Regions from separate parts of the Gossypium arboreum genome. Here region 2 is linked to region 1. Evidence: chromatin contacts called from public Hi-C data. All regions are on one chromosome and are shown on one strand. Each heading gives the region's core, a stretch centred on a gene start, on an enhancer-like site or on the middle of the called end of the contact. The rest is flanking DNA. Distances are from core to core; before and after follow the strand shown. Region 1 holds the start of LOC108473548 (O-fucosyltransferase 35-like). Region 2 holds the start of LOC108474009 (phospholipid:diacylglycerol acyltransferase 1-like).

Region 1 (2,700 bases), core at 110-2,609:
AAATAAGCCTTAAACATTAATTTATTACAAGTACCTCTAAAAGTTTTGGTATGATGTAAAAAGAAGATGCAAAAACGTAAACCCTAGGTTGAAAAAAGAGAAGAGAAGAATGTCGTGTCTTATTTTCATTTTTACTGAGGTTATTATTATATTTCTTTTTAATTTTTCTAAAAATCCCAAAAATCTCAATGACTAGTTTAAAATTTTTTCTTCCGGGGGTTTTAAGCCTAAAATATAAAAATAAAAAAGGAAAGGTAAAAGAAAAGAAAAGAGGTATTATTGTAAATGAATGAAAAAAGAGGTATTATTGTAAATGAATGAAAGGGCGAGCGCATATTAGTGGGTGTGGACCCCACAATTCAAAATATAATTTACTCTACTTTTCAGTTGTAATTAAGGTTTCTTTACATTAATCATTTTAAACTGATTTAATTAAATTACATGGGTGGGCAATTTCGTACTTTCACCCAAGTCAATTTTGGTGGCTTCGACTTCCCGCTGTCACTTTATTTTGTTATTTGTCAAACGAAATTGCTTCTTTATCTTTACAATATAATATTTACAGATTATATTAATTTGATCTCAAATATAAAAATTTATAATTTTAATTATTAATATTTTAGGTTTAATTATAAAAAATTTATAAATTTAAACTTTAATATTTATAAAACTTATCAATTTAGTCTTAATTCTAAAAATTACAAAGAAATAATTTTTAAAGTTAGGATTAGGTTATGGTCTAAGCATGGCAGTAGAGCATTGGGGCGAGGCGAGTGAAAAACCGCCCCGCCTAGCCTTGTTGTCATCACTAATTAACCAATGGGTTATAAAAGGCTAAAAATAAATTTATTTTAATTTATTTTAATTTTTAGAGTTAGGACCAAATTGATAGATTTTATAAATATTGAGGTTAAATTTTTCTACTCTTTAGAATTAAAAGTAATATGAAAAATTTTGTAAATGTTGAGAGCTAAATTTGTTGAATTTTTATATTTAAGATCAAATTGATAAAATGTGTAAATACTAGAGAGCTAATTTTACTACTAGACCAATAAAAAAGTCCACATTAGCTTAAAGTGATTAAGATATTTAATTTTGAAAAATTTAATGACTAAATCGTATAAGTTTAATAATTAGGTGACCAAAATAAAATAAAAGATATAATTGGGTGATATTTTTATAGTTTACCCATAAAAATTCTTTTCATCATGTTCTAGGTTATTTATTTAATTGAAAATTTTAACATATGGACTAATTTGCATGTTTTAAAATATATAAGGATTAATTTGCTATTTTTTCAGTAAAGTGGCCGAAATACAATCCGCCTAAGTTCAGGGGCTTCCTGCTATTTTTAGCCAAAAAACAGACAGTACTATAAATGCAGAGGCCAACACCCCACTCATGTCATGTCCTAACACACGCTCTGTTTTTAGAAATTTCTAAGTCTCTGATTCCAGACCCCAAAATCCCAGAGTGTTTTTTCTTGTTAATGGAGGTTTAATTGAAAACTTAGTTTTCGATTACTACATAGACCAATAAATACCAAGTGTAGTGAGTGAGATTGTAGAGGTACACCAAAATTATATATGGCTCACCACCATCACCACCACCACAACACGAGCGATGGCGTTTCACAGAGAGTTAACAGCCCGCGTTTCTCGGGTCCAGTGACTCGCCGAGCTCACTCCTTCAAGCGCAACAATAACGCCGTCGGTTCTTCCAACAATAACGGAAGTAACAACAATAACTTGAGCGTGCATCATGAGATTGATCTACCGTTAACCTCACCCAGATCGGAGGTTGGAGTTGTGGCTGTGGGTTCGGTTTCAATTGATGGGTTGAGCCAAAGAAAAGGGTTGTTAAGGAAGCCGAGCGTTGGATCCATGGTTCTGGAATTTGGGTTGAAAGAGAGGAAGAAGTTCGGGCATTGGATGTTCTTGGTTTTCTGTGGGGCTTGTTTGTTTTTGGGTGTTTTCAAGATTTGTGCTACTGGTTGGTTTAGATCTGCTATCGAAACCGCTACATCAAATCAGGTACTTTCATTAATATTACGTAGCTTTTTGTGATAGCTGTTTATGAATTGACTTGCACTTGTATTCCATGTTGATAGATCAATGTGAAAAATGTTGTTTATCTTTGGAGACTATTAGATTCTTTTAATTCTCATGCTTGGGAAATTAATGGGTGATCGTCTTGTGTACTTATTGCCATATTTGTGGGTATAAAGCAGAAACTAGGGAGTATGCATATTAATTGCTGAAGTAATATATTTGCAACCCGAGACAATTTAAAGTTTCTTCGAAATGTGGATAAGTTGATACCAATCCCGGTTCGATTCCTGGATAACCCCTACCCCGTACATTTGGATCAAAGCATGTATCTGATTCTAGATTTTTATAGCCAGATTATTCCCGTTTCATATACTGAAATTGAATTTTCAACTGGTTATGCTTTTTATATCACTGGAAAAGAATCTTGAATGTCAAGTTTTTAATTTTATGTTGCTCCATGTATTTTTTTCTTTTCTCAAAGCGCAAGGTATGTTCTACTGGCAGATAAACTATATAACGTGGTTTAAATTTTTTCCTTGCTAATGTGCTATCTCCGTCGTTGTGATTAGGGTTTATCTGTGTCCTCCACCAATAGACTAAGGCTAATGGATCAAGGCTATCACGACTATGGGTACGGAGGAAGTGATTC
Region 2 (2,700 bases), core at 164-2,663, 800 kb after region 1:
AAATCCAGAAAAAATAAGTGCGCGGCGCACCTGAATCGTATCCTCTTGAGATCGTTGCCGCCGCGAGGAAGTGAAACAAAGGTAATAAGCACGCCAGGCTCCACCTGAGCCACCCACTCTTTAGGCTCACTTTCTTCGACGAACACGACCGTGTCCACTCGGCGTCCGCTCAACGATTTCGGCGTCCCTTCTCCGCTCGAACTCGACATCCCTTTCAACCTTGCTTCCATCTCCTTCCCCCACGTCCTCGGCGTCGCTGAGCTCGAACTCCCCGTCCGACGATAAGGCCATCTGAACCTGTCCGAGTCCGCGTCAGACTCGCCCATGTTCCTCAACCGACTCTGCGCCGTGCAGGGGTTACAGTGCCTGTACGCCCCCGACGCCTTTAGCGCCATGTCCTTCAACTAAACCACACAGTCATTAAAGCCAAACAAAGAACGAAGAACCGGAAAACCTTGACGTCGTAAATTTGAAAGCTAATTACCTGCGAAGTGAGGGATTTGATGGCTTGGTTGTGCTTAGTGTTAGGAGTAGTGGAAGAGTCCATTTCCTCTTGTTGACTCACCGAGTCATCACCAGGTTGCTTGGAACGAGCTATGCACGTCAGCATTGTTGTTTCGAAATTCTCTGAAAGCTGAGAAATCTTCTGTTTAAATAAAAAGAAATACATTGAAAACTACATTTATGATTTGTCAGAATTTGAGAACTAGATTATACAATAAACAAGTTTTCGAGTTTACCGTACAGAGAAGCAAAATTTAATGCAAACCCAGAAATCTGAGGATCAGTGGATGGGTAAGAGAGAACTAAGGGTTTTTTTTCTTTCTTTTTTCCTCTGAAGTTTCAGGGAGCTGGAGCCCGATATTCGAGACTCAGGTAGCTCTTTAATGATGCCACGTTTAATTAAAAAGGATCAAAGATTCTCTGCGCCAACCCAAAATAAAAACAAAATTAAACAACAAAAAGGGTTTTAATAAAAGAAAAGAAAAGAGATGGAAGAGATAAAACCAAATTATAATCTCCTCAATCTCATCGAAGGAGCTATGGGTATAATGGGATAAATGCACTCATTGCACTGCAGTTGTTGCTGTATATTGGTAGTAGAAGAGTGTGGTTGGTGTAGGCCGTTGCTGGGCTCAGATGATGTTTCCTTTCCCTTTTTAATACACTGTGTGATCCGATGATGAAATGATTGGTGCGTGATGCTGATTGCTGAGCTTCTGCTTTTGTTTTTTTCTCAGTTTTCAAAAAGCCCACTGGAGAGACTCGATGGGCTTAGTCTCATCATTGGAAGGCCGAAGAACTCGTTTAACTTGGGCTATGTTATCAACTCGTGAGTGCCATTAATAATGATAGTGAGAGATTTGGCATTTGTGCATGTTGATCATTTACCATCTACCTGAAGTGGTGTGGTGTATCAGATCTTCCAACCCATTTCCAAAACAAATTTCCTTTTATTACTAATATTGAAGTAAAACTTTTGACAGAGGGTTGTCTGTTTTAGAACTAGTTTAATCATTCTCAACAACCTAGTGTTGCGGGTTTGTGTTTTTAGGGCAATTGGTCAATATAAATTGAGGCAAATTGCAGCTGAAAAATCATTGATTTAATTGCAGGAACGTGTACATCGTTGAGCGATTCGGGTCTATCTACACATATCCGCTCCCACTCACGTGGCTTCCATTCCCAAGCGTATTTGTCAGAAAGCATCTTTAGTTTTTGGCACATAACAAACATTATTAATTACTCCGAAATATTAGACTCAAAACACCTCTCCAACCTCCAATCACCGTTGAAATCCACCCATTTCTAATTTCCATCACCACCGCCGTCTGATGCTTTGACCACCGTAGTTTCTATCGTCAATCCGGCGGCTCCCAACAGATTATACCGCAGGCTCAGGCTTTAAAAAAAGTCCAAAAAGGAGACGCTAGCCTCCTTAGCCATCCCCGACCCACAGTTGGACCCTCGCCAGAGGAATCTGGAATATCAAAATAAATGAGTCTGTTTGAAGCTTAAATAAGACCCAATCTCATACTTCCACCTCTAACTCCGGTGGTGGCTGTCATTATCTTTTATTGTCACCGGCTCAAGTGAGAAGAAAAAAGCCCCCCGCCCCTTTTTTTCTTTCACAATTAATGAGAGTCTTAGTATCAGATTCTCATTAGTCTCCGTTAATGAAACAAACCTGTATTATATTTTGGCATTAAATAACGATGTCGTTTTCGCGGCGGAGGAAGGGGACGGATTCCTCGAAGTCCCAGAACTTACGGTGCAACATCGTAAAGGAAGATGAGAAGAATAACCTATACGAGAGCCCCAGGAAAGAAAGCTATAATTCCAAGAAATGGTCATGTTGGGACAGTTGTTGTTGGTTCATTGGTTTTGTATGTTCGGTGTGGTGGTTCTTGTTATTACTTTACAATACAATGCCTGCTTCGATTCCGCAATATGTAACGGAGGCGATAACAGGGCCGTTGACGGACCCACCCGGGGTCAAGTTGCGGAAAGAGGGCTTGACGGTGAATCACCCAGTTGTGTTCGTCCCTGGGATCGTCACCGGTGGGCTCGAGCTTTGGGAAGGCCACCAGTGTGCTGAAGGGTTGTTTAGGAAACGCCTTTGGGGTGGCTCCTTTGGGGAACTGTATAAAAGGTATTAGCTTTTGCCTTTTACTTTTTCCCCCTTTTTTGGGACTTTTG

What was found. Hi-C and Micro-C count contacts between places; a contact is called where the count stands out from the background.
Region 2: a Hi-C map of leaf shows a contact between it and region 1, with 2.8 times the contacts expected there. The contact joins the promoter of LOC108474009 here to the promoter of LOC108473548 in region 1. A contact is called at or near these places in 2 of 5 Hi-C or Micro-C datasets (both in leaf).

The regions. Positions count from the first base shown.
Region 1 is chr6:122,281,262-122,283,961 of ASM2569848v2, forward strand. It overlaps LOC108473548 (O-fucosyltransferase 35-like), which reads left to right and starts at 1,360. Exons shown (of 9, transcript XM_017775193.2): 1 at 1,360-2,033; 2 at 2,621-2,700. The coding sequence starts at 1,587.
Region 2 is chr6:123,086,073-123,088,772 of ASM2569848v2, forward strand. LOC108474009 (phospholipid:diacylglycerol acyltransferase 1-like) reads left to right here and starts at 1,414. Exons shown (of 7, transcript XM_053029523.1): 1 at 1,414-2,653. The coding sequence starts at 2,217. It overlaps LOC108470932 (protein Brevis radix-like 4), which reads right to left and starts at 1,390. Exons shown (of 6, transcript XM_017772463.2): 1 at 746-1,390; 2 at 485-634; 3 at 31-404. The coding sequence starts at 610.